Linked DNA regions of Mus musculus: region 2 is linked to region 1. Evidence: chromatin contacts called from public Hi-C data. All regions are on one chromosome and are shown on one strand. The core of a region is the stretch at or near the end of the contact, and the rest is flanking DNA. Distances in the headings are between cores, read along the strand shown.

Region 1 (6,259 bases), core at 2,924-5,423:
CTCTCTTGTTCTTTTAAGGATGCTTTTTTGATCTGGTCTTCTTCAGAGACTAGACTTTCTAGAGCAGCGTTCAGTTCACAGGAGAACACAGAGCAGAAATCAGAATTCCTTAAAGAATGTCTCTAGTGTCTATGTGTAGTGCACAGTATGGGTTTTGATCCATACGTGATACCACATACTCCCCATCATAGGACAGTGCCAGATCCCTTCTCTGCACTGGAGTACACTGCCCTTTGGAGGATCTTGTGAGTGGTCTTTGGAGGACCCTGTGGTTGGTCTTTGGAAGACCCTGTAACTGATCTTTGAAGGACCCTGTGGCTTGTCTATGGAGGGCCCTGTGGCTGGTCTTTGAGTTCTAGCTATCCTTGTGTTAAGGTGCTTGTTCCCTGGGGAGTCTTTTGTCTCTATTGGGTCCCAGTCCCTCTCTTTGCTCTTGAGTGTTATTCATCTCTTTCCTGCACCAAAATCACTCCCAGGCTGCTCTCTTTCAGCCCCTTTCATTGTCTCCTTATGTATTCCCCTTTCAACGCTCCGTTCCTTCACAGGAGCCTGGCACAAGGAGCAGTCTGTGAAAGGGTTCCCCGAAGAGTAAAAATAACTATTTCATATGCACTGTCACTATCACACTCAACCCACTTAAGACTCAAGGACCTGAATCAGTTCCCTATACACTCTGCCCTACTGACAGCAATGTCCTCTTGCTGCTTGTTCTAGCCATGGCCTTTAAATGCTTTTCATGATGCTATGAAGGAAGGTGCTCGGCTGGATTTATTCTTGGACTGTATCTTCAGATCAGGTTAGACATGACTCCCTCATGACAGCCAATATCCACATTGCGCAATTTAGGTTCAGTTTGTGTCTGTCTTTGTCTCTGTCTCTTTCTTTGGGCCTGCGGGCCCTGGGAGTTAATGTGAGACCCTGAGAGTGATTCTACCCTCACAAGATTTGTCAGCTCCTAAGAGAGCACCATCTCTGGATTTTGTCCTTTTTATCTGCAGTGGTCTTTGCCTCTCAAAAATTAATATTACCTGATTGGAGAGGTCTTAGTCTCAAGACCCTACCAGCTATTGCAAACTGTGAAGTCCAGAGTCTTAGACCCTTCTGGTCAAAACTTCAAGAATCACAGTTGCTCACCTGTATGTAGGTCTGGGCTGTCAAACTTCATAGCTGGGGCCAGATAGGGAGTCAGTTTGGTCAGACCTGGGCTATCACCCCTACAATGCCTTCTAAACCTGAGTAAATATGAAGGTTTCCAGAGATGAGGTCCTTTGCTAGCTTGCTATTCTGCATAGCACTGGGCAGGGGTATCCTTATATCACCCCTGCATATGCTTCATGAGGCCAGAACTACTGTTGGCAGTAAGGGTGTAGTTGGACAGGATAAAGACCCCAGCCTTTCTAATATTTGCTTCTCAAGAACCAGTGCAAATATCTGCAGTGATAGAAAGAGACTTATCTCAATTTTCCTGGGATAAAAATTTATGACAACTGAGGCAGGAGGAACTGTCAGGAAGAGTAGGGCTATCAGGGCTTGTCCTATAAGATTCTATGGGTGAAGAATAACAAACACTAGGGCAGATCAGCTTGGAGGGATGGCTCAACATTTAACAGCATTTTCTATGGCTACAGAGGACCTGGGTTTGGTTTCAAGCATCTATAGTGTGCAGATCACGACCACCTGTAACTCCAGTTCTGGGTATCCAATGTCCTCATCTGACCTCAGAGAGCACCAGGAATGTATACATACACATAGGCACTCACATAGATATGTTAAAAAAAAACAATTCTTAAGGCAGAGCTGAAAGGCATTCTGAGCCCTCCTTATATTAGTTACTCATGGTGTCATTAGGAGCAAACATCTTTCAAAGGAGCTTAAAGGAGGAAGAGCTCATTTTGGCTCATGGTTTGAGAGTACTGTACACCATAGTGGGGAAAGGCATCCTAACAAGAATGTGAGGCAGCTGGTCACATTGTACCCACATTACATTCCTGCTGCCTAAGTCAGGAAGCATAAAGAAGAATGCTAGAGCTCCAGTCATTTCCTATTTTTGATTCACTCCAGGACTCTGATCCATGGATTGATGCCACCCCCTCTCAGGTTACCTCTCTCAGTTAAGCTTCTTTGGAAATATTCTCATAGACACACCTCTAGGTCTAGTGACTCTAAACCCCAACAAACTGACAGTGGAGACTATCACACTTGCTTTTGGTACCACTAAACACCAGCATCCTCTTAGGATAGGAGAGTGATTTGGGTCACTCTGTTGCCTCTGAAGCAGGCGTTTATAGTCTTCCTAATTCTTAATTCTATTACCCAGCTTAGGACTGATATGCCAGCTCACTGACAGATCAGTTATCTGTCTGCAAGAGAAAAATAAAATCAGATAGGTATATTTGGGCAGCTTGGCCTAATCACACTGTGCTGCCAGGTGCAGGATCCACTGGAAACCACAGAATGGATGGCTCTTGCCTGATTTGCCACAGATCAACATTAGAATAAAGGCATCAGTAGCTTGGGAGCCCATGGAGACAAGCCAAAGCTTCCCATGGATGATTGCTGTTGTGGAGAGAGGTGTCAGTGACCACTGTGCTGGATAATAATAAAAGGAAAAGGGTGAGACTTGAATAAGAATGAAGGCGAGGATCTCTGCTGTGCCACCAGACAAAGTAGTCCTGGGGCACAGTGGCCAGGCATGGTGCACAGATATAAGGGCCCGCAAAGGAGTTCCAGGGTAAAATGTTGAAAACTGTGATTGACATATGACTGCCAGCTTGCAGGAAAAGCTGGCAGAGAAGGACATAAATCATAGGGTCTCCATGAAGGATCAATGGTCCGTGATGAAAAACTGAATAAAAGGTCCAAACTGAAGCCATTTTGAATAGATCTTCCATTTTGAATATGGGTCAAATGAAATTTAGCTTCCTAAGACCTCCCTGAGTAACTGCCATACTGGTTGGCAAGTTGAAGCATGAATGCTAAGCAAATTGCCCCACCACAGTTGAATAACCCAACAATGGCAACAGGATAAGTGTACCACAAAGACATATTCCCAAGGAAGTCTTCTATCCCTAAATCCTGATTGGTGGGAAAATATGACTGTAACTTGGCACAGATGTTTGTGGTCTTCAACCTTAAGAGCTTGGTAATGTCCTGGCTTGGGGTGTGTGTGTGTGTGTGTGTGTGTGTGTGTGTGTGTGTGTGTGTAGTTTAGCTCCAAAGCCTATTCTGCAGCCCTGATTGATCAGTAGCAGCTTGATTGCAATAAATTTTTGTCATTTGAATTGACCTGGTGCTTGAGTTATGTTGGATGTAGGTGGACCCCATAGCAAACTTATGAGTGGAGACTTGGGACAAGAGGTAAGAGAGGGAGGACTTCATAGAAGACGTATGTGGAGGGACTGGCCACCTGAGTCCTTGTTTGGGGGATCAGGAGAATAAACTAGAGAGTAGCCTTGGGAGAGCTGCTTTTGCATGTGAAAAGCAGTGTCTATATGCTAGCAGACTAATGTCTGAGGGGACGTGAAGACATGAAGCTAATGCATACCAGAAATCCCCCAATACATGTCAGTAAAGTGTTCTGAGATTGTGGTGACTGCTGGAGATGCAGAGGAAGTGAGGTATGGCAGTCATAGCTGTCATCCTAGCATTTGGGAGACGGTGCAGGAAAGTCAGGAGCTCAGGGTCATCACCAGCTATCTAATGCATACAAGGGGAGCCTGGTGTACATAAAGAGACCCTGTCTCCTAAAACAAAGCAGGTGGGATGGGTCAGCTATCGATGGAGGACAACCGCCAACAAGCCTGACTATCTGAGTTTGATCCATGAGACTCACATAGAGGAAGATGAGAACTGACTTTGCAAGTTGTCCTCTGACCTCCATCATAGGTACACCATAGCATGAATGACTATGAACGCACAAACACACACACACACACACACACACACACACACACACACACGCCACAAGTAAATAATTGTGAAGTTTTGTAAAAAGGAAAACAAAATGCAGTCAACAACAAATAAAAACTCTAAGACAGACAGACAGACAGACAGACACACACACACACACAAAGGAAAAGATCAAGAAGTTCCTCCCCCTCACTCTAAGGGCTTACAGCTGGCAGTACGACACATCTGATGTCTGAGCAAAATGGATGAGCACACTTGGACATGGGGTCATGGGCCTGAGCCAAGACATTCCTACTCTGTGAGTCAGGAAAGGCCACAGAAGAGAAACGGTTCTAAAAGGAACCTTTAAAGCTTCCTGGCAAAACCAGAGTGGCTATCTGCAGTGATAGAGCTCTCTACAGTGAGGTGTGAACTTATCTGAGCTGAAGAGTGAACTGCTCATTTAAAATATACAGGGTTGAGGCTGAGAAGATGGCTCAGTAGTTAAGAGCACTGGCTGCTCTTTCCAAGGGCCTGGGTTCAATTCGCACCAAAAGTTGATAGTTTAAAAAACTTACAAAGCAATAAGGCTGAGCTTTAAGTAGAAATAGACTTATCATTTGATACAGTGGCTCTATATAGCTATAGTCCCCCACAAAGCTCCCTAAATTAGATTCTTTATAGATATTTGTATACTAGTGAAGATAACATCTTTTCAAAGAAGTAGAAATGACCACAGTGCCCACTGACAACTGAATGCATGAAACAAACAAACAAACAAACAGAAAGTGTTACCTGTGTAGTGAGATATTAGTTTTGAAAAGTAAACTTGATTTTGGCCTCTGGTACACCACAGGAGAGCCATGTGTTAACTGAAATAAGTTGTTCGCAGTAGGCAAGTTCTATCGGCGGCTTACCAGTGTGATGGCCTCAGCATAGTCACAGTCATAGAGACAGATACTAGAACAATGGTTCCAGGTGGTGGCAAGGCCCGGGGAAGGAGGAGCTTTGTTTGACAGGGATGGACACCCTTTCAGGTTTGCAAGGCTAAGAGTTCTGATGGACAATGGTAATTGCTGTTCCACCATAGGAGTGCATGTTATGTCACCTAACCCCACACTTTAAAAAGAACTGAGGGGGATAATTTGACAAAAGATGTATTTTACCACAATTTTAAGTTTTCTTAGAGATTTACTTTTACTTATATGTGTGGGCTTGTGTATATATCACAAGAGCCTGCTGTAACCACAAAGGGCAGAAGGGGGCATCAGATCTGCATTCTTACCTGCTGAGGCTCCAGCCCCATCATATCAAAAATTCTAAAAACAATAAATGAGGATAGAACTCACTAAAGAATCTAAACTTTTGTAAAAATTAAGGGTTTGGATGTTTATGAAGACTAAAACCATTGCAAAATAGAAAGCACATTTGACTGGATATCGGAATGTTTCGTTGGATTCACGTTTGCTCATGAAAATCCTTGGAAATAAACACTGGGGTTTTTCACAAATGAAGATGGGACTGCGACAGATGGCTCCATAAATCAGGTTGAGCTGATCATGGCTCCTATTAATGGACTGACTTCTGATTTTTTTTTTCAGATTATTTCTCCCCGGACACATGGGGGATGGCTTTCAATCACAGTGAAAAAGGCCACGTCAACACAAAGCTTTCGTTCATGTTCTATTGATTGGCACCTTGTTAGTCAAAGCAAGTTGCATGAGCAAGGCCAATGCCATAGATGGGAAGATGGGCTCCTCTAGATTCAGTGCCTGGAGCTGATTCCTGTGGAAGATAGACACATTTTCATATTTCTTGTAGCTATTTGATTTCTTGTATAGCCCTCCATAATTATCCCTTAACTCGGGTGAAACTGGTTTGCATTGAGATAAGAAAATCATGGCCTCACAGGATAACCACAGCTTCTGTTTATTCTATTTCTGTCTGTGAACGTGGTTCCTGAGCTCTGAACTCTGACTTGAACTCTGAACTCCATCGTCCTTTCTGCTTACTGGAGTCATACATTTTTAATTCTTGCTGGTAGCTGTATTTTGAATTTCATACTGCATCAATTTCCTTGAAGTGTGCTACCCTGACCCAGTGTCTAGCTCTCACTGACTTCCTGATACCCTATTGGCTATTAGCTGGAAGCAGATCTTGACACTAAGCACTCCCGATGATGCCCCCAACATGTAATCATTTACCACACCCATCATTCCCAGTCATTATGCTATGTGTCAAGGAAGTTCCCCAATTACCATTGGGGAGGTTAAAATCACACGTGCCATCACTACAGCTGGCTCTCATCAGGTCCCTGGTGTTTCCAGAGACTGCATGGGAAGATCCACAGATAGCAGTAGAGGAGATGACC
Region 2 (5,673 bases), core at 1,939-4,438, 270 kb after region 1:
CCGCCAGGGGTCAAAGGTCAAGTCACTATCTGCCGACCCCTGGCTCATCTCATCTCTGGCCATTTATCCCTCCTTCTCCCAACCAAAGCCACACCTGATACCCTCAGTTCCTTCTTCTCCCACTTGTCCCTCAGTCACAAACAGGCTCACTGTGGTGTCTACCCTCAGGAAGGTTCCTTAGAGGAAAGAAGCCATGTTACCACCTCCCCAGGGGCCACGTAAGGCCACAGGGGTGATGCTGGTCTGTCCACCTGCTTCACTCAGCCTCAGGCTCCTGAAGAGAAGGATTTTCTCTCCTGCACTTTGAGTCTGGCACCTGGTGCAGAGCAGGTGGTACATGAATTGTAGCAGGAAGGAGATGGATCAATGAGAATGCCTGAGATCTATCTGAGCCTGCCAGCTCACTTCCTCCCACACCCCACCCCCTAGCTGTACATCATCAGCCTGAGTCCCTACTGGGTCTCAAACCTAGGTCTCACTTCTGTGAGCAGGTACTGTTTGCAACTGCTCAGGACTCCCCATACCTCTTCAAAAATGTATTTCACATATTTAGTGTGTGTGTGTGTGTGTGTGTGTGTCTGTCTGTCTGTCTGTCTGTCTGTGTATGTCAGAGCCTCTTGGTGGCAAGTGCCTTTAGCTGATGTCTTTCTTACTTCCTTCATTGTATTCTTTCTTTAACTGTAGATGGTTCTGGTTTTTTGAGTTTGTGGGAGGGAAGGGCCAGCCCCTGGGTAGGCAGATGCCATGGTATTTTTACCCTGAGATGCCCTCCTTGAGGTGAATAAGCATGCTCAGGCCAAGCTAAAAGGCCAGAGATCAAGAGGGTCAGGGCCACTGGCCAGAAGGGAATTAGCAGTTGGAAGAGAGACAAACCATCCATCCCATCCAGTCTGCGGAGAGCTGAAACACTGAGTGAGACACTGACTTGATTCCCTCCAGCTTCTGGGACGGTGTCTGGAGTGAGGATATGGTGACTGGATGCACGGGCTTGTGAGCATGCTTGGCTCTAAGAGCCTGGAGCCCCTAGGTCTCCACCTCTGACTCTAAAGAAACCTGCCGTGGGCCCTTGCTAGGTCTGTAATTAGGACCAGGCTGCCCCCTCCCCTGAGGAATTCAAGAAGCACTCCCTTTCCAGAGAGTGCACAGGAAGAAGCCAGTGTCCCCAGGCGCATTCTTCAACAATCAACAAAGTGAAGCTACAGAAATGACCAGATGAGTTGGTTCAGGGCCCCAGGTGGAGACCCGGGGTCCTGGGAAAGTCCCTCTGCACTCCAGGGCTCACCTGTCTTCTTTTGTCAATGCCCATCACCATTTTCAGAGTTGCCCTGGGCAGTGCAAGTCGGGGGAGGGGCTTCCAAGGGGGAGGGGCTTCCAAGGCAGAAGGTGCAGCTGTGCAGGAAGGGTGAGTCTTGTGGCTTCAAGAGCACAAGAGATGAATCTTCCTAAGGTTGCTGCAAGAAAAAGAGACTTCTCTATGGGTAATCACCTCATCTCAGGAGAGAAGCTGGGACACCAGTGGACATTTAAATCTGATCTCTCATCACCAGCAACACATGTGGGTGCACACACATGTATACACAAATGCTACAGCTACACCTATAGATCTCACTCAGGGTCATCACCTGAGTCACTTGGCAATGTCTGGAGACCTATCTACTCACCACAGCTAAAGGAGGAAGCAGTGGACAGGGGATGAGTGGACAGAGGTCATACACGCAGATACTGCGCTTGAGATAGCCTCACAACAGAGAATGGTCTGAAGATGTTGTGCTGGAGATAGTTCCACAACAGAGAATGATCTAGCCTCAGATATCAAGGCTTAGAACCCAGTTATAAACCTACCTATAGACTTTTGTCCAACAAGATCTTCTATTTACAGCCAGCCTCCCTGGCCACCATTTGAAACCTCTGTAAAACCCACTCACGTGGTTGTCATTGGCTACAAAGGTGATGGCAGGCAGCTGACAGATCTGGCAAAGCAGTTTCTTGTTGCTTTATTAGTGGAGATGCTACGGGGACACACATCTACACACCATCATAGTATCTGATCACTCACAGTCAACGTCTCGGTAGAAACCCCGAGCTAAGCTCTTTTGGATGATGCCAAAAAGGACTTTGGAGACATCCAGAGTCCTTAAAAATTGGCAGGAGGCTGGAGATGTTCCTGGGGCACAGGGGTGAAGACAGAAGGGAGACCGCCCTCTGCTCTCATGTGCAGAACAAAAACAGGAACGCCAAGTCCGAGCTGTCTTGTCTGGTTTTTGCAGCCTTGTCCTCTTTTTGGTTTTTGGTTTTTTGGTTTTTTGGTTTTTTGGTTTTTGAAGTGTTTTGGGTGAGACACTGAAACTCTAGAGTTGTGATCATGATACAAGATGAAATATGGTTTGACAGATGACAAAATTTGTCCTTTTACTAATTTAGCCTAATTTTTCCTTGCAGCCATATGGTCTCTGACACGGTGAGTGTCACAGGATGCCCAAGGTCTCAGCACAAACAAAGTCACAAAACCACGTCTGTGCATCCGGTGACATGTCTCCTTATTTAAGGCCTCTCTCACACACATATGTCTGAAAGAGCTCAGAAAAATGAATAGGGAGAGGGCTGTCATTTCCCTTGTAGAAGTGACAAGGATATTTGAACATAGCTAACGTAATGATCTAATTGGCTCTAAGGTTAGAAAGTTTGGAGCACCTCAGCCCCTCTGGGCTCTGCAGACTGTCAGGTGGTATCTAGTGTTATTGGTGGCAACACAGCTGGACTGATCTGATTTGGTGACTTATTTTTCTTCTCTAAGTTTGTATGGATGTTCATATGACTACAAATGTGGTGTGTGTGTGTGTGTGTGTGTGTGTGTGTGTGTGTGTGTGTGTGTGTTGGGCGGGCGTGTCCAGGACAGAATAAGCTCAGGTATCATTTTTCATCTGTCTAACTTTTACTGAGACAGGTTTCTCACTGGCCTGAAGCTTGTTAAGTAGGCTAGACTGACGAGCCACTGAGTCCCGGGAATCTGTGTGGGGCTCTGCCTGGCTCCAACTCCCTAACACTAGGTTAGGCCACTACTCCTAACTTTGTGTATGGGTCCTGGGATCAGGCCAAGGTCCTATGCTTGCACGGGAAGCACTTTGCTGAGTCATCTTCTCAGCCCTTGCTTTTGTTTTGTCTACTATTTTGAGTCAGAGTTTTGCTGCGTAGCCAAACCATGCTTCAAATTAGTGGTCCTCCTGCCTCCTCCGCTTTCTGAATGCTGGTATTGTAGATGTGTACCGCCACGCCCGCCGAATTCTGTTTTTCTGTTTAAAGTGATACAACAGGAAAGGCCTTCACCCTCCCTTCCCTTTCTCCTTCTCTCTCTTTGTTAACAAGCTTTTCAAACCCTCAAAGCTGTGCTGGAGAAATGCTGATGAAGTTATCCTGTTGAAATGGCAGGCAGAGCTATCCTTGGACACTTGCCAAAACGCCCCTTCCAAGGGAGAGTCGGTTTGTTCCTTCCCAGGACTCTTTTCTTAGAGGGCAGACGCTGAAGGCAGGCACCCCAGGAAATCCCTCTGGTGGTGTACAGGTGAATGTGCCTCTAGGGTGGAGAGGTCACTGTCGCTTTTGGAATGTAAACACCCTCTTTTAGACTTTAGAGTCTAACTTAAAGGAGGGTATGTAACTTCACTGCAAAGGGAAAGTGGTGTCTTGGTGGTGACAGTCTCTTGGCAGAGCTGTCCTGGCCTCTGGTTGGAAAATACAGCACTAAGGGGTCTGCCCAGTCCACATCTTATAGGAAGAGAAGCAAGCAACAGAGCCAGAGCCAGCGGACCCGCACCACACCAGCGGGGCCTGTGCCACACCAGCGCCTCCCCTTGACTGTCACATGCTCTCTCCTCCTCCCCCTACCTGCCCCAGCAGCCTCTCTGAGAACAGTGCACATGTGGGACACTACCTCTGGGTCTGTTTCAAAGCATCACTCAGCTCATGAACTGTCACCTTCGAAGTGTTCGCATTCATTTCCTAACGCTAAAGATGGTCCCATCATCCTGAAAAAGGACACATTTTAGTGCCCGCCTTTGCCTGCTGAGTATCTCTGCCATTGTCCCCGAGGTCCTTCCCCTGTGACAGGAGGCTGCTGAGAACAGAGTCTGGGCTAAGAAATTTTACTAATACAATGCTCCAGAAAATGGAGATTAGTGCTCTGGAGACCGTGAGGGTCTAAGTGTTCACTTCGTGGGGCTGGAGAGATGGCCCCAGCAGTAATGTGCTTGTTTTGAAAGTAAGATGACCCAACACACAGGTAATAATAATAATAGTAATAGTAATAATAATAACACATCTGGAACCTAGAGCTGGGGAAGCAGAGACAGATGTGTCCAGGGCTTGTTGGTAAGTCAGCCACCCTGTCTCCCAAAACTAATGTGGAGAAATGATTAAGAAAGACATTTGATCTACACACACACACACACACACAGAGAGAGAGAGAGAGAGAGAGAGACAGAGACAGAGACAGAGAGACAGAGACAGACAGACAGACAGACAGACAGACAGATACAAACAGAGACAGAGGCAAAGGCAGACACAGAGACAGAGAGCAAATAACAATTTGCTGCTTACACTTTTCAAACAAATTAGCTGGGATCATCTCAAACATAAAGTAAAATACCTTTAAAATGCCCCCCCCCGGTCTTTTACTCTGTAACAGGAATGTCAGTTTCCCCCCTAAAGATTAGAAGTGAGGGAGGAGAGATTTCAGGTGCAAACAGCACTGTTTCTGTCTCACCCACGCAGCAAAGATAAGCCTATTTCTTGTCAGCCAGGTAGCAGCCTGAGGAGAGAGCATCACAGAACCGTGTGGAGGCTTCAGAGAAGCACCCATCCAGTAGGGACCAACAGGAACAACTGCCTTTTCCAGAACTCACCAGTGACAGATGAAGACAGATGAGGGGGGCTGGCAGGTGTCACTGTGAGCTGATTTAAGGTCTGACAGTGTGGCCTTTCACCAAGCAGCCGGGTAAATCAACGAGCACAGGTCGATAGGGATGTGGGAAAGAATCTCCCCATCTTCGGGAGCCATCTGTCTCTTAAGTGCAGCTGTTCATCGAGTCGGGGAAGAAACCATTCCACAGAGTAAGGCTGAGATTGCTTCACACCCTGATGTGTAACTAAAGTCGCCCCTGAAGGATTAGCAGGGGAAGGAGTTTCCATAAAGCCTGGAGGGTGAAAGGTGGCACTGCCATGCAGATTGCTTTGGTAGACAGCACACCTACTGCCAGTAAGTGTTTTTGTGTGTGCATATGTATGTGTAGTTTGTATGTATTATAAGTGTGTGTGCGCGCGCAAGTGTGGGGGAGCCTTCATGGAGTAGCCAGGAATCAATCTGAGCTGAGGAATCAAGAGTCCCTCCACCTTGAATTTCAAAATAGGGTTTCCCATTGGCCTGGACCTTCCATCTGACTTGCCTGACTCACCAGTGAACCCAGTTACCCACCAGTATCTACCTCGCTGGTGTTGGGTCCATGTATCCGTGTCACCATCTTTTCCACACAGGTACTGGAGATGGAAGGAACCCTGGTCGTCTTGTCTGCATTCCGGGTAAATGTGCCTGAGTTCAAGGTCAGCAGCCCCACTGGTTGACCACGTTCAGGCAAATTGCCCTCAGAAGAGGCCAGAGAACATTGCATTTGCCGGCATGCT

What was found. A called contact is a pair of places that touch in the nucleus more often than the background predicts.
Region 2: a Hi-C map of pancreatic cancer cells shows a contact between it and region 1, with 2.7 times the contacts expected there. The contact joins two enhancer-like sites. A contact is called at or near these places in 5 of 484 Hi-C or Micro-C datasets (cerebellar granule neurons, embryonic fibroblasts, macrophages and 2 more), 1 of 115 datasets of contacts at active chromatin or transcription factors (embryonic stem cells) and 1 of 9 other capture datasets (embryonic stem cells).

The regions. Positions count from the first base shown.
Region 1 is chr7:135,208,513-135,214,771 of GRCm38.p6, forward strand. No RefSeq gene overlaps it. Among named protein-coding and RNA genes, the nearest start is that of 1700120G07Rik, 16 kb to the left of the region's middle. Within about 2 kb of position 4,174, at least 53 of the 459 cell types and tissues checked have an H3K27ac peak or open chromatin away from gene starts, as enhancers often do. A contact at or near this core is called in pancreatic cancer cells, where this site is marked.
Region 2 is chr7:135,476,318-135,481,990 of GRCm38.p6, forward strand. No RefSeq gene overlaps it. Among named protein-coding and RNA genes, the nearest start is that of Gm36356, 6.8 kb to the right of the region's middle. Within about 2 kb of position 3,189, at least 55 of the 459 cell types and tissues checked have an H3K27ac peak or open chromatin away from gene starts, as enhancers often do. A contact at or near this core is called in pancreatic cancer cells, where this site is marked.